Linked DNA regions of Mus musculus: regions 2, 3, 4, 5, 6 and 7 are each linked to region 1. Evidence: chromatin contacts called from public Hi-C, HiChIP or PLAC-seq and promoter capture Hi-C data. All regions are on one chromosome and are shown on one strand. The core of a region is the stretch at or near the end of the contact, and the rest is flanking DNA. Distances in the headings are between cores, read along the strand shown.

What was found. Promoter capture Hi-C pulls out the DNA fragments that hold promoters and counts their contacts. Hi-C and Micro-C count contacts between places; a contact is called where the count stands out from the background. HiChIP or PLAC-seq counts read pairs in DNA pulled down with a chosen protein or histone mark.
Region 2: an H3K4me3 HiChIP or PLAC-seq map of embryonic forebrain shows a contact between it and region 1, with 4 times the contacts expected there. The contact joins the enhancer-like site here to the promoter of Zswim6 in region 1. A contact is called at or near these places in 10 of 39 promoter capture datasets (the 3T3-L1 cell line, 3T3-L1-derived adipocytes, the HPC-7 cell line and 6 more), 2 of 484 Hi-C or Micro-C datasets (cerebral cortex and forebrain) and 10 of 115 datasets of contacts at active chromatin or transcription factors (CD8 T cells, craniofacial prominence, embryonic basal ganglia and 7 more).
Region 3: a contact with region 1 is called in a promoter capture Hi-C map of hippocampal neurons, with 9 times the contacts expected there. The contact joins the enhancer-like site here to the promoter of Zswim6 in region 1. A contact is called at or near these places in 14 of 39 promoter capture datasets (3T3-L1-derived adipocytes, the HPC-7 cell line, cranial neural crest and 9 more), 18 of 484 Hi-C or Micro-C datasets (3T3-L1-derived adipocytes, the AML12 cell line, the Patski cell line and 12 more), 14 of 115 datasets of contacts at active chromatin or transcription factors (SST interneurons, bone marrow-derived macrophages, craniofacial prominence and 10 more) and 1 of 9 other capture datasets (adipose tissue).
Region 4: a contact with region 1 is called in a promoter capture Hi-C map of hematopoietic stem and progenitor cells, with 2.4 times the contacts expected there. The contact joins the enhancer-like site here to the promoter of Zswim6 in region 1. A contact is called at or near these places in 11 of 39 promoter capture datasets (the 3T3-L1 cell line, 3T3-L1-derived adipocytes, cranial neural crest and 5 more), 4 of 484 Hi-C or Micro-C datasets (B cells, Th1 cells and cerebral cortex), 12 of 115 datasets of contacts at active chromatin or transcription factors (CD8 T cells, bone marrow-derived macrophages, embryonic basal ganglia and 9 more) and 1 of 9 other capture datasets (embryonic stem cells).
Region 5: a contact with region 1 is called in a Hi-C map of forebrain, with 5 times the contacts expected there. The contact joins the enhancer-like site here to the promoter of Zswim6 in region 1. A contact is called at or near these places in 1 of 484 Hi-C or Micro-C datasets (forebrain) and 6 of 115 datasets of contacts at active chromatin or transcription factors (bone marrow-derived macrophages, craniofacial prominence, embryonic basal ganglia and 3 more).
Region 6: an H3K4me3 HiChIP or PLAC-seq map of bone marrow-derived macrophages shows a contact between it and region 1, with 5 times the contacts expected there. The contact joins the enhancer-like site here to the promoter of Zswim6 in region 1. A contact is called at or near these places in 16 of 39 promoter capture datasets (the 3T3-L1 cell line, 3T3-L1-derived adipocytes, the HPC-7 cell line and 11 more), 2 of 484 Hi-C or Micro-C datasets (cranial neural crest and embryonic stem cells), 12 of 115 datasets of contacts at active chromatin or transcription factors (bone marrow-derived macrophages, craniofacial prominence, embryonic basal ganglia and 7 more) and 1 of 9 other capture datasets (embryonic stem cells).
Region 7: a FOXA1 HiChIP or PLAC-seq map of pancreatic cancer cells shows a contact between it and region 1. The contact joins the enhancer-like site here to the promoter of Zswim6 in region 1. A contact is called at or near these places in 7 of 484 Hi-C or Micro-C datasets (CD4 T cells, CD8 T cells, Sertoli cells and 4 more) and 3 of 115 datasets of contacts at active chromatin or transcription factors (embryonic stem cells, memory CD8 T cells and pancreatic cancer cells).

What each region holds. Positions count from the first base shown.
Region 1 is chr13:107,888,774-107,891,473 of GRCm38.p6, forward strand. Zswim6 (zinc finger SWIM-type containing 6) reads right to left here and starts at 1,291. Exons shown (of 18, transcript NM_145456.3): 1 at 831-1,291; 2 at 821-829; 3 at 813-818; 4 at 808-810; 5 at 624-805. The coding sequence starts at 1,276.
Region 2 is chr13:107,544,973-107,547,825 of GRCm38.p6, forward strand. All of the region lies in intron 1 of Gm32004 (a long non-coding RNA gene), which reads right to left. All of the region lies in intron 2 of Gm31920 (a long non-coding RNA gene), which reads left to right. Among named protein-coding and RNA genes, the nearest start is that of Gm31920, 5.4 kb to the left of the region's middle. Within about 2 kb of position 1,444, at least 22 of the 459 cell types and tissues checked have an H3K27ac peak or open chromatin away from gene starts, as enhancers often do. A contact at or near this core is called in embryonic forebrain, forebrain and hippocampal neurons, where this site is marked.
Region 3 is chr13:107,448,430-107,451,129 of GRCm38.p6, forward strand. No RefSeq gene overlaps it. Among named protein-coding and RNA genes, the nearest start is that of AI197445, 20 kb to the right of the region's middle. Within about 2 kb of position 1,447, at least 83 of the 459 cell types and tissues checked have an H3K27ac peak or open chromatin away from gene starts, as enhancers often do. A contact at or near this core is called in SST interneurons, adipose tissue, cerebellar granule neurons and 11 more, where this site is marked.
Region 4 is chr13:107,567,213-107,569,912 of GRCm38.p6, forward strand. All of the region lies in intron 2 of Gm31920 (a long non-coding RNA gene), which reads left to right. Among named protein-coding and RNA genes, the nearest start is that of Gm32004, 3.2 kb to the left of the region's middle. Within about 2 kb of position 1,334, at least 34 of the 459 cell types and tissues checked have an H3K27ac peak or open chromatin away from gene starts, as enhancers often do. A contact at or near this core is called in CD8 T cells, Th1 cells, hematopoietic stem and progenitor cells and 1 more, where this site is marked.
Region 5 is chr13:107,406,537-107,409,296 of GRCm38.p6, forward strand. No RefSeq gene overlaps it. Among named protein-coding and RNA genes, the nearest start is that of AI197445, 62 kb to the right of the region's middle. Within about 2 kb of position 1,310, at least 50 of the 459 cell types and tissues checked have an H3K27ac peak or open chromatin away from gene starts, as enhancers often do. A contact at or near this core is called in embryonic basal ganglia, embryonic forebrain and forebrain, where this site is marked.
Region 6 is chr13:107,483,424-107,486,172 of GRCm38.p6, forward strand. No RefSeq gene overlaps it. Among named protein-coding and RNA genes, the nearest start is that of AI197445, 15 kb to the left of the region's middle. Within about 2 kb of position 1,383, at least 65 of the 459 cell types and tissues checked have an H3K27ac peak or open chromatin away from gene starts, as enhancers often do. A contact at or near this core is called in the SN4741 cell line, bone marrow-derived macrophages and embryonic limb bud, where this site is marked.
Region 7 is chr13:108,302,005-108,304,858 of GRCm38.p6, forward strand. No RefSeq gene overlaps it. Among named protein-coding and RNA genes, the nearest start is that of Depdc1b, 13 kb to the right of the region's middle. Within about 2 kb of position 1,462, at least 54 of the 459 cell types and tissues checked have an H3K27ac peak or open chromatin away from gene starts, as enhancers often do. A contact at or near this core is called in CD8 T cells, memory CD8 T cells, pancreatic cancer cells and 1 more, where this site is marked.

The DNA of each region.
Region 1 (2,700 bases), core at 41-2,540:
CTCGGGGACCCGGACGCGGACGCCGCGGAGCTCGTTGCAGACACCTTAAAGCAGCCTGAGTACGAGGGGCCGGCCGGCTAGCCGGCCGGCCGTCGGAGCCCCGAGCGGAGCGGTGGCCGAGCGGGGTTGAAGGGATCGCCACCACCCCACCTCGGACCGCGGGGCGCGGAGCAGCGCCAGAAGAAAGGACGCGAGCCGGGCAGTGCAGAGCGAGCGCCCCGGTCGGCATTGTCTGCGGCCCGCGCCCCCTCCCCCGCGCCGCACGCCCCAGCCCGAGCCCCGCGGCCACCCGCGCCTTTGTCCACGCCCGCCCCGCACACCCGCACTCAGCCTGCCGGACAGACGACCGGGACGCCGACACCCACCACCCCGCCACCGAGGGGCGCGTCCTTGCTGATTCATTTCCCACTCGCGCTAGCCCGTCCGGGGAGACGGGGGCGGGGACCAGCGGGAGGAAATGGGCGCTCCGCTCCGGGGACCGTCCGAGTCGCCCGCTGCTGCACCGCGCGCGCCCGACCCGAGGCGGCCCAGGGGATCGGAGGGGAGACCCTGCCCTCCCCCACCCCCGAGGGACAGGAGGACAGACCGAAGGACCGACGGCCCGCGGCAGCCCCGTGACTCACCGACTTGCAGGACGTTGTCTACGCAGCCACTCTCCAGCAGCGCGATACCCCGGCGGAAGGGCAGCCGCGTCTCGTCGCCGCCGTCCGCAGCGCTGGCCGCCCCCACCGACGGGGTCCCGGTGCCCGCGGCGACGGCGGCGGCGGCGGCTGAGGTGGCGGCCGGCGAGGATGAGGAGCCGCCGCGCCGCCGCGCCGCGCCCGTGCTGCCGCCCGCCGCCGCCGCCGCTGTCGTCGCCGGGGCCGCCCGCGGAGCCGCCGCCGGTGTTGAAGGACGAGTACATGCAGATCTCCCGCTCACTGCGGGGAAAGGACCAGTAGACGATGCGGCGCTGCACCGGCTCCGGGATGCGCTCGAAGCGCTCCTCCACGCGCTGGAACGGCCACTTCTCCGCCACCCTGCGCGCTGCGATGTCCAGCAGAGACTCGGGGCTTTGGGTCTTGCCCGGCGGCAGCAGCCCCAGTGCCGCGCCGCCCCCGCACGCCGCCGCCGCCGCCGCACCGCCCGCCCGCGGGCCGGGCCGACAGGCAGAGCTGTAGCCGCCACCCGCGCCGCCGCCGCTGCTGCCCCCACCACCGCCGCCGCCGCCGCCGCCGCCGCCCGGCCGGCAGCAGAGCCGTTTCGCGGGAGGAGGCTGCTGTCCGCGCTCCGCCATGACCGCGCCGCTTCTAACCCGACAGCGGAAGTGCCGGGACCCTATAAACGGCACAAGGAAGCGCGACACGCACACGCCGTGGCGACGCCACGCTGCCATCTAGGGCCCGCCGCTCCTTGTAGGGGCACGGGAGGTGTGGCCTAGGCCGTGACGACATCGCCGAGGAGGAGCGCCGATAGGGAGAACCTAGGGGAGGGGGCGGGGCCTATGCAAATCACTGGGCTGAAACATAAATAGAGCGCTCCGTGGACACGGGGGTGGCGGGGGCACCCGGGTTGGGTGCCCGGTGGGCTGTGAGAATGTCAGGCTGCTGTGACGCGGGAGGCGGGGCTCAGGCGGGGTTTCCGCGGGAGGGGTCGGGCCGTCTGCCAAGGGGAAGGGTGGGTGGGTCTCTGCGCCCCCTGTCTACTCAACTTAGCCCTCCAGCGCCCTGCCTCCTTTTGATGTCCGCCGAGCGTGGACGCTCCTCGTGGGTCGCCGCGGGGCGGGGAGGGGGGAGGGTTCCGGACTAAATGGAGGGCGGGCCGACTGCTCGATGCCCCACCCCCCAGTCAGCCGGCCCCGCGGGGAAAAGCCTCTGGGCGGAGGAGGCGCTTTCAAAACAAAGAAATGCTGCGTGAAGCCCCGGGGACGCGGCCGAGAGGAAGGCGGGGGAGGCGCGGCCCAGGCCGCCTGCTTTCCTTCCAACCCGGCGAAGCGAACTTCCCCCACCCTCGGCCGTGGCTGCGGCGCAGGGGGGAAAGGGAGGAGGGCTGAGCTCAGCCACTGTTTTCCACTTCACTTTTCGCCGACCCAGGTGGGGAAGGGGCGCGGCTGCCCCGCGTAACTGCAGCGCACCCAGCCCTGAGCCCCGGGTTCGCTCCGGCCCGGTGACACGCCAGGGAGCCGAGTCGATCGAGCGCCCGGACACGCGCAGCGCTCGGATGCTGCCCCGCAGCCGCTGGACGCGCGTCCCGAGCCGGCCGCGCCGCCCTGCCCCGCCCCGCCCTCGCACTCTTTCAGTCCTTCGGGCCAAGAAGCCGGCCCGCCCGGCTTCACCCCAGAGCCCCAGTCGCCCTCTGCCGCGACCTGCTGCAGACCCAGGGGGTCGGGCCGCTCACTTAGAGCGCACACACGGGCAGAGAGGATCGCGCAAACTCTCCAACGCGAGACGGTTGTCGCTCACGGCCGCCCGGTGGCGGACAACAGCCGCGGGCGCTCTGGAATCTGCGGCGGGGCTGAGACCTGGAGTCCTTGGCGCTCCGGACGCGCGCTGCGCTCCCTGCAGCATTGGCGGCGCCCGACCGGCGGGTCCTCCCCGCTGCAGGGCAGCAGGAGAGCGAGCAGCGCTGGGAGACGGTGCCCGGGCGCCAGCGGAGGCGGAGAAACGAGTCCCCGTCTGAACCGGGAACCCTGCGGACATTGTTCTTCGCACTCTGCAGAGC
Region 2 (2,853 bases), core at 194-2,693, 340 kb before region 1:
TTTTGTCACTGTCCCATAGCTTTCTCCTGTTCACCTTTCACCCTCCTGTACCTCGAGTCACCAACTAGACTGGCCGTCATTCCTGACTCTTCATTTCTCTTGGTTGCTATTACTCTATTTTCTTAACATATGAGCTATTTTTCCTATTTAAATTTTAACTTTTGGATATCTGAGATAGATCCTTATAAAGCGTGTGTTAAATGGATGGCTGTCTTCTTATTTTCTGATGTAACCGGGTTGCACCTTAGAACGGTAAGGAGTTGAGAAATTTCAAGGGCCTAACGGTAAGGAGTTGAGAAATTTCAAGGGCCTATAAATCTCACCTGCCATGTTAACTATTTTGTGTCACTACATAATGTATCAGCTTGGAGGACATTTGTTTTAGGAGATAAACAAGCATAATAAGGAGTGTCTTCCTTGTGACGTATCTCTGTGGGCTTCACCTTGGAGCCCTGAACTTTGACTGAGAGTTCACCTGCATCTGGACTACATGGACAAGCATGGGTCTCAGTCATATTTGCAAATATCTAAGTCGGGAGGATACAACTGGAGCCGCAAGAGGGTGCAGGGAGCCTTCTCAGCAGAAACTGAACTGGACACAGGCAGATGTTCCTTTGAACTGAATATGGTACTGAGCGCTGCTAAACTGTCAGTTCAAGGACTGCCTCTATCATCTCCAAGGAAAGCTGGTTCTGTCCCTTCTTGTCATAATTCTCCACAATCTGCCCAGAGTTTGGATTCTGCCTCTCCCACTGCCCCCCACAGCCCTGTCGTGCCTGCAGTGGTCAGAAAGACCATGCCTTTCTGGCCATGTGGAGCCCACACTCTACGGACCATTGTTTCATGGGGCCACACTGTCATCCCCAAAGACGTCCTATTAGGACACTTTGTCAACAGCTGTGGGAGGCTTCCCATCCTATGAAAGGAGGGATGGGAACAGTCTTTGCACACATCGGTGTATAGGTCATTCCAACAGTCCAACAATACCTGATTATTCAAGAGACTCCAATTCATTTCCCTCCGCTCCTCCTCCACGGTTACTCTTGATAGAAACCTAATTTGCAGAAAAATAGCCCCTGCCAGCTAACTTCTTCTCCGGAAAGCATGCTGCTGACCCTGGAACTCTTGTCTCAGCGAGTCCTCATTCTCCTTGTCAATGCCTCAGTCTTGAAAAGCAGTCTTCTCCGTTAAAAGCCTCCCTTGGCCCCCTTGGCACCTTGTTTGGAAGATGGTTTCTTTCCCTCCTATTCTTTGCTTCTCTTTTTAACATGTGTGCCAAAATTGGCACTTTCCTTTCTCAGCTCGCTCCCTTTCGGGTATTAATGCAGGCAGCAATGGAGAAATGTGAGCGATTTTTCCAGCTTCTGCACTCAGCCAGCCCATGGCTGATGGATTGAATGTAACATGCTCTCCCTTACATATCACTATTTAAGTGAAGCGCTTGGGCCGCCTGGTGATGTATGGTGTTATCCAAAGCGCCTGACACAAGCAGGGAGCCAAGGCAGGCTCCACCGTCCTCTGCAAAAATAACGGTGCTAATGGCATTTGGTGCAAATGAGACTCCTGGAGAACACACTGGGCTTGTTTATCTCCTTATTATTTCTCTTTGTCAAGCAGCCTTTCTCTTTCCTCTCTGGGGCTTCACAAGTGTGGCCTGCCAGGGTTATTGGGGGAGGGGGAGAAGGTCTCAAAGAGCTCAAGATTTTGTAACTAATATTGAACGCCAGGGAGAATGGAAGCCAAGGTCAGGTTAAGAATAAAGAAAATTGATTTGGAGGTCAGGGTCATGGGTGTGAAAGGCCCTGAACATTGCCAAAATATTTTCATCATCGCTGTTTTTGTTGTGGAAAAGAACAGAACCTATGTGAGGAGGCTAAGAGAAGAGAGAGAAACTGTCTTGGAGAAACCTGCAGAATCAGAATTTTGCATGATTCGTTGAGTTTATGTTTTCCTTGTTTCCTTGCCTCCCTTGTATGTGGCCAGATCTTGATAATTAAGCCCTTTCTTCCAACATGGAACCCTGGACTTGGGATGAACTATCTCTCTCTCTATCTCTCTCTCTCTCTCTCTCTCTCTCTCTCTCTCTCTCTCTCTCTCTCTCTCTCTCTCTCCATGCTGTTCCCTCTCTCTCTGCTGAAGCTTGAAGACAAATTCTTCCAGTTCTATTTGGGGGACTGAGCTATTTAATGCACCACTGTGGGTCTTTCTACTTCCCGCCCATGCCTACAATATATCTACCACACAGAGCTGTATATTTTAACGAACGCTCGTTATTATTGGATCTCTGACCCGATTTCATTGCTATATTCTGAAGCAGAAAACACGCCAGTGGCATGGAATTAGCAACACATTCTGCCAGTGTGTTAATTGTGCGAGAGCTGTTGGCAGGAGAATCTCCTAGCACAACACATCATTTATTTTTTATTTAAATTTGGTAGCAATGTTATATTGTGTTCAAGGAGAGGTGCCATGACATAAATCACTTGAGATTTACTGTACATTCGGGGGGTGGGGGGGAGAAAGAAAGAAAACCTCTGCTTCATGCAGCCGTGCAGAAGAAATTATGTAATTTTTTTTTTCACTTAGCAGGCAAGCTGCTCGAGCTAATTCCTAATTTTTTATAAAAAGTTGGCATTTCCCAGCAGTGGTTTGGGACATCCTCGGGCCCCAACACGGTATCTGAACGCAGTGGTAGCTGCACAGTAGCAAATCCCTTACTTTGATACCAGCAAATACACATAAAAAGCATAAAAATCAGCCAGGCGTGGTGGCGCACACCTTTAATCCCAGCACTTGGGAGGCAGAGGCAGTCGGATTTCTGAGTTCGAGGCCAGCCTGATCTACAGAGTGAGT
Region 3 (2,700 bases), core at 197-2,696, 440 kb before region 1:
TAAGGCCATCTTGATTCTCAAGTTTTAATGTCTCTATAGACCCAGCTCCCATTTTTATTCCTTCTCTTAAATATTTGTATTCCCAGGAGTCCTTGCCTGTGCCCAGGGATAGGTCCTGGCTCCTGAATGTTCCCTGAGAAGCCACATGTCCCCAAGGCTGGCAGTTCCCCTGGAAGTTCTGTGGGCTGAGCTTCTGTTCCTATTGTACCTGTGTCACGAGGCTCTGGAAAATCTGTTCTAAACATTAATGTAACCACAATGCCATCAATGGCCTTCAAATCCAGCCGTTTCTATAGCTCTCACCACCCTCTGGAATGAAAAGGAAAGCCTATTCCTCATTGTCCTCAGGTCGAGTCCCATAGAAAATTGCTCAAAGTCCTGTATGCCCAATATTGAGTTACACATGCTGGTGATTCTTACATAGATTTTTTCGGTGAAGATCTGCCCACACATCCTGAGTCAAGGGTAGGATGATCAACCATCTCAGTTTCCTGGAACATTTGTGGTGTCAGCACTGAATTTTTCCAATCACAGGCACAGTGTGTGCCTATACTCCCAGTGCCGGCTTTCCAGAACCTATTGACAGGTCAGCTAGTCCAGTTGAGTTGATGAACTCCAGGTTCAATGAAAGACCCTGTCTTGAAAAGTTAATATAGAGTGACTGAGAAAGAAACAGATATTAGCCACTGGCCTGTGCACTTATGCACACACACATGCAAACACATAACACACTTAAAGATGAATGAAAGAATAAGGCTTTCAGACATTTCATTTTCAAGGGAGCTCTTCAGCTCCTTTGTTAGCCTGGTGTTAACCTCCTCTAAACCAGGAGTATGGGAGGATAGATATTGCTTGGTCCTGTTCATTAAACTTTGGAATCCTGTTAGTTTTATCTGAACAGTCCCACAATGAACATCCCTGTTCTTAACCCTCTGTGAATGAATGTGATTATTTCTTTTGTATAAATGCACCTAAATAGAACTGATTTTTGATATAATGCAAGTTTCCCATCAGAAAGTCTATCCCAGTATACTCACTGGGGCTTTAGTTTTTTTAACCAGGCAAATGCATCTAGAGTAAAAAGAACTTTGCCTTGCTACTAGGAGAACACACCAGAACATCCTTGCCAGAAGGACAGAAAGGACAGGATTGGAGGAATGGGACCAGCAGTTCAAGAGCTGCCAGAGAGGGCACGGAGCACCTTATGCTCAACGTGTTTTGGTTCCAATACAGCACATTCTCTTAGACTGTGCACGCCGTCCCTCCACACAGCATTTCCTGTCACATCCAAATTTTCTGCAGTCCTCAGCCAAGGCATCGGCACTTGGAAGAAAACAAGAGGCTGGGAAAATTCCACTCTGACTTCATGCCGTACCCTAGGCATAAATGCCAAGAAAGCAAGGTCCAGGTCACCACTTACAAAACGAAACTGTTGTCTAGTTAGTTGCAAGCTGCCTGAGATGAGATGGGGCTTCTACGTAAGAGGAAGTTCCAGAAACAACACGGGGGACTAATGAGGTAATTGGCATTATGTAACCTGCTCACCAGGCTTTCCAGCTGGCTGGACCCAGTTCCTAATGAAAAGCTGTCTTATCCTTCCCAGGACTGGGAGTAGGCAAAAGCAGGGAGCATGAAGCATACCAAATGATCTCACTACACTCAGCATTCTCAAAGCACACTCTGGGATGAAACCCAAAAGGCACGCAGGCAAAAGGCATGCGCATTGTGATGGTTAGCACTGACTGCCAAGTTGACAGGATTGAGAATCGCTTGAGTGACCAACCTCTAAGAATGTCTGTGAAAGAGGTTTTTGTTGCTGTTGCTGTTGTTGTTGTTGTTGTTGCTGTTGTTGTTGTTGTTGTTGTTGTTGTTGTTGTTTTTAATTGGGTTGAGTTGGGAAGACCCGCCCTAACTGTGGCATCACCACCCCAAGGCTGAGTAGAAATGAGAGAGTGTGCTGAGATTCAGTGTTGATCTCTCCCTGCTTCCTGACTAGACGCAACGATTAGACGCAACGATTAGACGCAACGATTAGACGCAACGATTAGACGCAACGATTAGTAACTCTATTGGCCCCTAGGACTTCCCCGTCTTGATGGACTCTACACTCAAACTGTGGGATGAAAGAAACCCTTCCCTCTTTAAGTTGCTTTCTTTGGATATTTTGTCACAGTAATAAGATGAGTTACTAATGCACTACCCTCACCATTTTTCAATTTCAGGTAAAGAAAGCATGATCATTTAAAATAGAGAGATGGCCAAGTTTGGGCAAATACTTTGGAACTATGCACATGCAATGTCCTAGCAATAGCCTGCTCTCGTTGGGCAGTACAGCTAGCAAACCAATGTCAATATTAGATCAGATATACATACCGAGCATGCTCAATAAATATCTACTTATGTGATCAACTCTCCAAACTAACAAAAAATAGCAGATCCAATTCCCTCAATGAGCCTACAGACCCCTGAGTATACAGGTCTGTCTAACAATAGTCCTGGCTGACCATGGTTTTCTAACCAAGAGGGTGAGCTGCTTGGGCCATCAGATTTGCAAAACTCCACGTGGGAAGACTGTGGCTGGGATAATGCTTTTAGGTGACTGCCTAGCTCTCCTCTACCTCACAGCGGAAATTTTCAGCATGACACTGGGTCTAGTTCCAGTGATTCTTATTATAGGTCCTGGTTTACTAGGACTTTAAA
Region 4 (2,700 bases), core at 84-2,583, 320 kb before region 1:
GGTAGAATTGAGCCTTTCCAGATGTTTTGGGAAATTCTTTCCCAATTCCAAGTGAAAATTCATTTAATACCTTTCTGTGAAACTCTGGTCAGCCACTCAAACAGCTACTCTTAAAATCAAAGATTTTTAACCCAATACATTCTAAAGATATACTAATTTTATCTTTACATGAGGAATGAGAATAGGAACATATTGAAAGTCTTTATTTTTATAATTAATAATCATCTATAGGAACAGAAAGTTCTATATGTACAGTAAACAAACAAACAAAAGACCACCATAATTCATAGCATGACTTTAATCTGATCTGGGGCATTTCAGAAAGCATTGATTCCCATAGCATCGTGTGATATCATGTGCAGTACAAAATGCACATGTTTTATGTGCAGGATTAAGGCTGCAGCAAAGCCACAGGATGTGGTATAGGTTCGTGGGGCATTTGATTTTCAACTAATTTTTGTCATTACATATTCTGAAACCTTTGAGTCTTGCCAAATTTTCCATTGCTCACAGGGTCAGAGGCTGGAGACTAAATGGTCCTTTACTAAAAGCAGCTATAGAAGATGAGAAAAGTGAAAAAAAAAATGAAGGACCGACCATCACTGTGCACATTGAAAACATATACTTTGTTCTATGCATGATGCAGGGATCTCATACAAACACTAGGCAACCTCCTTTGAATGGTTACTAGGCACCTGCACAATTAGGAAAGGTGGTTGCATTCTTATTGCTTCAATGTGTATTGAATATTGGGTCAGAAACAAAGGGAGAGTGAAAAGGAATCAAATAAAAAGAGATTTGTTGAACGGGCATTTAATTGTTGTGTTTTCAACAAGCTTGTGGACATTACTCTGGGGTCTTTGGCTCACTGGTGACATATCGCTCAACATGTTCCACTGTTTGCGATAACTGATCATATTTCACTCTCAAATGAAAGACACAACTGACCAAAAAAAAAAATCTAGTTCTAATGCCTCTGGCTAAGAGGAAGCCAAGAAAGAGATGCAGGTAAGTTAGTTTCCAAGAAATGAAATAAAGAACACAGGGGATTGTGATACAACTCAAGCTTTAAAGAAGTCTTGGATCCCCATCTGTGCTTCCTCGCTTGCCTCTACGTGGTCTGAGAGCTTCTCTCACAACCTGCCCAGATGACTGCTTCTGGTCCAACACAGGCTACAGGTCATGATGTGCTTGACACCTTCTGTGTGTGTGTGTGTGTGTGTGTGTGTGTGTGTGTGTGTGTGTGTGTGTGTGGCTGCTCCATCCTCCCATCTGATTCACAGTAGGCAACTCTGCTAGTGCTTAAAGCAAGCAATGCTACCACCAGCAGATGCACACAGTATGAACTAGCACTGTTGCTGTAATGGAGACCATGAAAGTGAAAAGAATGTGCCATAGAGAGGAAGAGCAGAAAGAGACAAAGGAGGCGAGGTTGACTCTACTCTTTTCCCTCTTCGTCATGAGCACCAGGAATGATGATATGGCTGCCCAAAGGTGCACAATGTTGCTTCCTATAAAATTCCACACGGGCATTTTTGCGCTCAGCTCAGACCAGAAGAGCCGTGACCCTCAGGCTTTGGAGCTCTGAGAGCAGGCAGGAAAACCGTGTCACACAGCTCATGTTTTTCTGGCAGGTGGTTCCTTTTTGTTTCAGTTTCCTGTTCGACATACACCCGCCCCCCTTTCTCTCTCAGGGACCGACCCCTGTGTTTGCTGCTCAGTCCTTTATCAGGGCCATATCCTATCATTCTCTGCCCCTGACTTTGACTGTTTACCCATACTGCCTTGCCAACTGCCTTCCAAACAAGCTAGGTCACTGGGAAGCATCAGCAGGAAATGAGGAGACAAAGGAGAAAGGTCAGGGTATTTCTTCTTGCTTTCCTAGACCATAACTGTAACCCTTCAGTGCTGAGGCTTCTACGTGGGGTGCTCCACACAACAGCAGTCATCCCTCAAGTGCTGGAACTGTGTTTTTTACTTTCGTCCAGGAATATCCCTAGTGTCCAGAAGTCTTATCCCCGTGTTTAGCTCTCTCTCCCTTTCACAGCACTGTGTCCGCTGTTTCTTGCTGTATTCGTGAGTGAACCCAGACTCTTCTGTATTAAGCAGCTATTTACCAATTGCTCAGGCTGGCCTTGAACTCACTCTTTGTAACAGATTTTGAACTTCTGTCCAGTGCCACTGAGTGAGGATATAAGCTGTCTCTCAATTCACATTTTTCATTCCCGCCATCTGGACAATTCAGATCCCTGCCAGAGCCTTAGATGATATGTCTATGTGCCTGGGGAAATCCCTTTACCCCCAAGGCCCAGGGATAGCCCTGCACTCTCCCCCCCACCCCCACCCCCACACACTAATTTTGGTTAATCTGGTAGTACATGCTGAGTAACATAGTATCAAATTTACTGACATTAAGATAAGTAGTGGTCAAGACAATGTGATATTGCCTTATCTTAGAGCTCACATTGCATCTCCTATTGTTTCTTGGGAAGTGGGTGTCAGGGTGGAGGGAAGGGTGAACACACGTGTATTTGCGTGGGTGTGCCTATGCATACATGGAGATGGGTAGGGGGGTATTGGGAGTTTTCCTTCATCATGTTCTACCTTGTTTTTTTTTTTTTTTTTTTTTTGAGGCAAATCTTTTTACTGAACCTCACATTTTTTTTTTTTTTTTTGGCTAGGCTGGCAGACAGAAAATCT
Region 5 (2,760 bases), core at 60-2,559, 480 kb before region 1:
GCAGAAAACAGAATCGATGACTAAAGAAGAAAAAGTATTGAACTGAGGCCATTTCCCCATCTCATGCCTCCCGCTAGTCAACGGCAGCATATCCTTGTTATTGCAAGATGACCTCTGCTCTTAATATTGGTGAGTTATTAGTATATCTCTGTGACATCTATCTATATGAGGGGATAGAGAAAAACCAAGGGTTCTTAAAACATGATAGGCACAGGAAGGACAGCGGTCTGTTCTGGTGCAGGTCCTAACCCAAGAGGTCAGGTCTGAACTTTGGCTTGTCCACTAAGATTCCAGACCAAACAGTATTTATTGTTGGACTTCACCCGTGGTGTGAAGCATCCCAGGTTCAAATCCACCTGTATCAGTTAAAGCTGTGTAAACCAGGGGCACATCTTAACCACTCTGCTTTCTCCTCTGTATGATGAAGGCACTCCCCAGCAGTGTTGTGACAATTATGTGTATGCCATGTACTTAGTCTAGCACCCAGCACATAGGAGGCGTTGCATGTTCCTCAAGGTGTATGTAGATTCCTTTGTCTGGGACAGCTGGTCTACCAGTCTTGAACCACGTTGATTAGATTTTTTGTTCTGTGTTCAAGCTCCCTCTAGTCCCAGCCTGTACTTCTGATAGCAGCCACTGGTTCTGCTAGTGGTGCTAATTAAGGAAGCTCATTCAGAGCTACACACTGCCTTGGCAAAAGAAAAGCCACTGAGAGTGTGTCAAAGAGAAATTAACCGTTTGATAAGCCTCACCTAGTAGAAATGTCACAGGTTCAGTCCCGTGGGGTGACACAGATATTTCTACATGCAGAGGTGATGCTCGGATGGTACTCAGACAGAGCATTTGAAAGGATTTCCAGTCTAATCCAGGGGCTCTGTTGACAGCTAGGAGAGCTGCACCAATGTGCCCTTCTCTCCACAGCAGCCAGGCTCTGGCTCAGCCCCAGCAGCCAGTGAATAGATGCTCAGAAATTGTTTGTATCTGGCCCCTTTATCTGCCTCCAGCCCTGGTGTGTATGTCCTAATTGGTCCTCTGGATCCAGCCCTCTTTGGCCTGTCAGCTAAGCTCTGTGTACACAGCTCACTTTCATCTTCCTGTTGCTTGGTGTGTTGCTCTGCTCTTCCTGTTTTCTAATGTTAAAATGCCAGCTTGTAGAGCTTGGATGGTCTTCATGCCATTTCTGCATCCCCGTTAGTAGCTGTATTAGAAAAACAGCTGTTAATCTCAATTAGGTTTTGATTGCTAATTAGCAGCTACCTGACAGGATCAAGCAGCCCCCTTTCCCATCCCGTCAGCTATTTCTCATGCAACTGGTACATTTGGTTTCCATGAGAACCGTTTAGCTAACTGCCTCCTCAGCCAACACTGAACTGTCTTCTGCAGTTTTGATAATCTCTCTCTCGGACACAGTGAGTGAGGTTCCTTGTCTCCTTCCTGCCTTCTTGACTTTCTGTATTTTATAATTCATTCCCGATGAAAGCCATTCTAAAGGTACTGTCACCACAAGCCCATTTGGGACAAGGCGATCCAAATGATTAGTAAGTCTATTTTCAGATTTGGAATTTATGGCTTAAACTTCATCTGTCTATAATATGTGCTTCTGCCGGGACCCTCTTTACCTATAGGAGGAGTTGGCAAGTGATTTTGTGGGGGCCAAACATGGCTGGCTGCCTTTTTAAATCAACAGAGCTTTATTGAAATATAAGCCCATAGTGTCACATGCTGCCTGGGATGTGGCTGTAACCAATTTCAGCAGCAGTCATATCTGAGACTCTGTGGCTTATAAAGCCTGAAATATTTACTTTTTTATAGAAGAAGCTTACCAACGCCTGACCTTCATATTCTCAGAATATGGTTTCCTGGAAAGGCACCAAAAATGTCACTTGGGAACTTGTTGAGACTTGACAGTCCCAGACCCCACACTAGGGATAGGGAGTCAGAAACTCAGAGGGCAGAATCCAGTATTCTGAGTGTTTAAACATTCTTATTAAAAAATATTAAATTGACAAAAAAATCATATATATTTATTTATATTATGATTATTTGATATGTGTATGCATTGTATAATCATCATTGTAATTAGGGTGATTAATGTTCATTGCCAATTTTGCCAAACACCAAGAGTCCCAGATCTTGCTCATCATATAGCTGAGAGTCCATACTCTAATTTTAAGGATCCAATTTTAAAGGTCATACTCAAAGTTTAAAGATCAAGGCATACTGATTTGACAAGTGCACACATGTTTTTTGGTTTTGGGTTTTTTTTCCTTTTTTCTTATAATTTTTCTTTTTCATATTACATCCCAGTCCGAGCCCCCTCCCTCTTTTCTTCCCAGCCCTGTCCTTGCAAATCCCTTTCCTTCTCCTGAGAGTAGAGGAAGCTTCCCTTGGGCACTGCCCCACCCTGGGACATATAGTTCAAGCAAGACTAGACACCTCCCACTGAGGCCCAACCAGGCAGTCCAAGTAGGGGAAGGTGATCCAATGGCAGGCAACAGAATCAGAGACAGTCCCGAGGACATACATTTTTTATGATGATTCTTAAAATAAAATTCACATCCATTACAATTCACATTATACCATATGACTAACAGGTTGTATCCTCTGGTCAACATTTTCAATAATCTAGATATATATCACTGTGAATGTGTGTGTATATGTAACTGTGTATGTGGTATATGCTTTCGTGTGCATATGTATGTATTGGTGAGTGTCCTTGCCTGGTGTGTGTGTGTGCATGTATGCAAAACTGACTTTGAA
Region 6 (2,749 bases), core at 133-2,632, 410 kb before region 1:
CCCTGAGTCCTGGGCTGAGACCATCTAAAGGTGAACAGGGCCCTGACTGGGCTGGCCACAGTTATATAATGTCATGGGGGAAGGGGAGACTGTGCCTTCACAGGTGAGAAGAGTGTGACTGGCACTCTGACTTAGACCCCAAACAACAATGGCACAGTAGGGAAGCTCACAGACTGATGCTGGCAAGTCTCCCTTTGTCTCCTTCATCTTCCTCCATGGGAGCAGAGCCCTTAGTTTTCACCTTTCTTCTCTTACCTCTAGACCTCAGAGGACACTCTCCCTATCTTATTATTATGACTTTAATGTGGTAGGTATGCTGTAGCTTAGAAAAGTCCAACATAATAAATACCGATCTTATCATACACACAAACACACACACACACACACACACACACACACACACACGGATGGTAACTTGCTTTTTTAAAAAAAAAAACGGTTCCTTGCCCCATAAAATGAATTCAACTTTGGTCTCCCTAAAATAGCCCACTCCCTTGGTGCATGTTAAATATAATTCAATTTACAAAAATTCGATTTGCATATAACCTTTTCTGCAGCACATCCATTGTGCAAAGCAATGTACACTTGTAATTGGCTGCAAATTGCCAGGAGACCACGCTTGCACATATTGTTCCTAGATGTGCAATTTTTTTTTCTTAGTCTCCATGGGATAAGGGGGGTGGAGCGGCTGAAATTCCAGTTGTTCATCTGATCCCATTGGCTATGCTGAGGAGGGAGGTTTGTCAATTATTCGGAGGCTGCACGTGCTAGTGCAAATCAATGCGGTGCATTTAGAAATGGGAAATAGGGAGAGGCTAGGCCACTGAGCCTGGACTGCCTGGCTGCGGTTGGTGACAACTGAGGATGCCGGCAAGCCCTCTTTATCTCAGTGCCTGACAGGTATCAGGAGGAGAAATGAAGCAGAGGACAACTCACAGTAGTGGCTGGGCTATCAGTCGTCCCCCATGAGATGAAAACAGCAGAGCTGAGTCCAGTGACCTGGGCCATGTGGATAAAGAGAATGAGCCCCAGCTGCACCAGTAGCTCCAGTGTCCTGCCCTGGGAGCCTTCTGGCCACAGGAATGTAGCCAAGGCATTTAGCAAAGAGCAGGACGAAAGTGTGTGTGGGAGGGAGTGGGGGACATTTTCTCACGCATCGGCGTAAGAGGCACAAGTGGCATCTTTTTGCAGCAAATTAAATTAAACTAGATTATTGCCGATGATGCCAAGTCGCATTTAAAACCCTTTCCAACCTGAATATTAAAAACCCTGCCTGGCACATCCTGCTCTCCTTTCAGAGATAAAGCTCAACTCGCACACAGGCTGCTGCCTTGCCTCACTGAGCCTCACTCCCCGCCTCTTCTGATTAGGCCTCTCTCCCGTCTCCCCTGGGATTTCATCTGGGAGGCTAACAGCACTGGTTCCCCAGGCTAGCCTGCAGGGTGTGTCAGATACCTGGGGAAGAGTCAGGCCCCTCCCTCTAGAGACCTGGGCTGTACCGCCAGAGCTTGGAAGATGTTCTGAAAGGAGCCTAGAGATGCCTACCTAGACCTCATTTTCTTGGTACTTTTTTTTTTTTTTTGCTGGAGGGAAAAGCTCCTTAGGCCCCCATGTAGCTGAGAAGTCTCTCACACTGCAAGTTCAACTCCCTGAAGGCAGTGCTTGGCTCCTTCTGGTTTTAAGGTAGGTGTTATAAATTGCCTGCCATAAACTCCCTGGAAGCAGATGAGGTACCACATCAGCTAATAAGCAACAATGACTTGACAACTGGAGTTTCTGCTCAACCAAGTAAGAACACTGAAAACTCACAAAGCTGTGCTTGTGGTAGCTGCTTTAAAGTTCTATTTTTATTTATTTTATTTATTTTTATTATTTCTGGAGGGGTTGTTTTGTTTTGCTTTGCTGTGGGGACCAAGTCTCATTCTGTAGCCTAGACCGACCTAAAATGCATTATGCAGCTGTGGCCTTAAACTCAGGGCAATCCCTCTGTTGCAAACTCCCACGTGTTGAGAATTATAGGCATGAGACACTATACCTGAGTCCCTGGGAAAACTCATCTCAGCCCACTTCCAACATAAAATTGTTTATCTGGGCAAATCTCCTTTTTCTTTTTTAGTGTGGTAGGGCACCATACGACTCTGAGCCATTGGCACAGGAGTCCTCACACTGGTGCCCTTAGAGGCAGATCACACATTGCACTGGGCAGTGCTGGCCCTGGGAAGAATGGGGCTAACATGTTTTTAATTAAGTTTGATTTCAAGGGAAGGAAATGGCTTTGTGAGCAAGCCCACTCAGTTCTTATACATGGTTAGCTCCTGTGCTCAGCGCTATCCTGGACAATACACACAGGCTCTAAGTAATTGCCCCGCTCTGACTCACAGGCTGAGAGTGGAAATGAAATCACAGGATGAGCTGGCAGTGCCCAGTCCCTTGTTGTCAGAGTAAATGGGAAGTCCCCTTCCCTGTCACCAGTGCTGCTGATACATGGGCATGACCAACAGCTGGGCAGGACAGGTCAACAAGGGCAACCTGTAAAACTAACAGAAGGCCAGAGCCACTGCCTGGTGGCCTGCATGGGCCCTTTGTGTGAAGGGCTGGAAGTACTAAGCCCTGGCAGATGCAGGCATCCTGAGCCCCTCTCAGAAGACGCTCCTGTACTCTTTCTATTCACATCCAAGCCATGTTGCTGAGACAGTAAGTGGCTGCGGAGGAGGCTGAAGTAGATGAGGTTGTGCGTGTCCCTTCTGTT
Region 7 (2,854 bases), core at 212-2,711, 410 kb after region 1:
AAAACCTAGATGATTTTAACCAGCTTGGTAGGTTTCTTTCAGAGCTGAGCTTAGATGCTGCGGCTCAGACAAATCATCCGCTAATCCAGGGACTTTAGCCTTTCATTCATTGTTTGTTTGCAGCCAGCACACTCTTAGAATGTGCCATCATTATACGTGGCGTGCACTGTAATTCGGCAGAGGCCAAACTTTAATCTTGTACCTTTAAGAGTAACTTAAGGAGGCCTTTGGTAGCTGGAGGACGATCCCTTATTATAACTGTTGCAGCCACAGGACAAGCTGTGGAGGGAAAGGCTGGGGTGGACAGACAAGCCTTCATACACAGTGAAGTAGTAGGGGCAAGGGTCAGAGGACCCGGTCAAGGCAGCAGAGAAAGTGTCTGAAGTAGAGGACCGGCTGTCTTTTCCCCTCTCTCTGTTCTTCCTCCTCCTCTGTCTTCATTCATTCTCATTGGCTTCTCTTTCCACCGCTGTGGCCTCACTTCTTGTGTGAATATATATGACTATGGGGGTCTCTTTATTTTCAGGGTTCACTAGCAACCAAATGTATGTCTAAACTCCAACTTCCTTTTATTAATTAGAAAAAAATTGTGTCGATACCGTGTATTTGTGCAGTGTAAGTGTACATGTGTGTGTGTGCGCACAGGTGCTCATGCTTGCATATGTGTGGAGGGCAGAGAAAGTTGAGTGTCTGCCCCATTTATCACTCTCTGCCTTATTTCTTTGAGACAGAGTATCTCAATGGACCTGGAACTAGGCTGATAGCAAGCCACAAAGATCCTCCGGATTCTGACCCTGCCACCCTGTCACCCCCCCCACCCCCCGGTCCCCCAGTGCTGGGTGTATAGACAACACTATGATGCTCAGCTTTTTCTGTGATGATTCGGGATTTGAACTCAGATCGGCAGATTTGCATGGCAAGCATGCTTACCGAGGAATTCATCTCACCAGCTCTAAATTCCAGCCTTTTCTGGCCTTTGTTATTCCAACATCAGAGCTGATGACTTTGGTGAATTTTCGAATAGCAGAACAGCGTATACGTTGCTTACAGAATACATAGGCATGCAAAGCAGAGAACTGTGAGGTCACCATGCACCAGCGTACAGCATGCAGAGGCACACAATGAGCACAGGATGGCGAGGTCATTATGCACCCGCAATTGTAGGTGTTTGGGTGAGGTCACTTACAAACTGGGGAAGAGCTTATACTTGACTTCCAGGGCGAGAGTTTCATTGAGGTTAGAAATGTGTGCTTGTCATAAGTATCTGAAACTCTGTTAGTAATAGTCAAAACCACAAACCAGCTATGGAATCTAGGTATGTCTGTGTATAGAATTTGTAAAACTGGATCATAAGCTACCTTGGTGGTTTGGGGCATAATGAAATCTGTATCCCTTCATATTCTTTCTTGTTTACACAGACATCTCCAGTTTCCTTGTGGCTTGTGGCTCAGTCTTTCTGCCAGCCTTGCAGTGACTTTGAAGCCACATTTGATCCCTCACTGCCACCCCACCCCCCACATCCCTTATAGCTAGTCACACATTAAATATTGACATTCTTTTTATACTTACTGTCCTGTTGTGGCTATACCAGGCAAACACTTGAGAGTTTTGTCTATAAAATGTGTATGAGTTTTCTATTGTTATACAAGAAGGGACACAAGCCTAATGGATTGTATACAACACTTAAAGGCTCACAGCTTTCAGATCACAGTGATCTGACCTGGTGTGGCTACCTCTGCTGAGAGTCTCAGGTGTCAAGAATGGAAATCAAGGTATTAACCAGGCAGAGATTGGCGGAGAAAGTAGTCAAAACCATAAACCAGTTATGGGATCTAGAGGCCTCTGGGTATAGAATTCACAACATTGAATCATAAATTACCTTGGTGATTTTGAGCATAATGAAGTCTGTATCCCTTTGCATTCTTCCTTGTTTGTACAGACATCTCCTGTTTCCCCTGTGGCTTGTGGCTCAGTCTATCTGCTTGTGAGTCATTTAGGTTTGTAGAACCCAGTTCTGCAATAAATCTCTGACGTTAGCTCTAAGACCAACTGGAGTGGACTGGCTCATGGGGCTCATGTGATGAAGCCAGCCTTATCTGGGGTCCTGTTATAGCTCTAGTATGGTAGATAATGGATTGGGGACTTTAGCTGTATGTGCAAAATGCCTCAGCACAATACCTAGTGTGGTGTTTGGTAATCACTGAAAGGTCTGTGTGCTTCAAATTGAGAACTACAGCTCATCTCATGGAGCAGCTTGACTGCGTCAAAGGATACCCAGGTCAACATTATTCTGAGTGATGTGTGTGTGTGTGTGTGTGTGTGTGTATGTATGAGTGGCGTGTGTGCATGTGTATATTTGCACATGTGTGGGCATATGTGTGCATGCAGGTGCCTGTGTGCTTGTGAAGGCCTTACGTTGACATCAGGAATTTGCTTGGACTTTTCTTCCACTGGATTCTTTTGATGCAGGGTGCTGTGATCTGCACAGCTTAGGGACTGACCTAACTGTGGCCAAGGGGGAATGAACAAACAGCAGACACACATACAGAAAAGCTGCAATCCCGCGGGCCATGTGCTCTGATAGAGAAATACCAGAAATAGCCTGAAACCTCAGCACATGTGTTTCATAAGCTGAATCAAAGGAGCAGGTGTATTCTATATACACAAATGAAGAGGCAGGTTTCTTATATACAGCTGACCAAGGAGATGGGTTTAGCTCATCTCAGTAGGGTGGGTCTCTGCAGGGAAGTGGTCTCAGGCTATAAACACCTCGGAGAAGGAAGTTCTGCTTGACATTTTTCTGTACACAATGCCAGTATCTGTACATGGCCCCAAGACTTAGTCAGTCCCATGA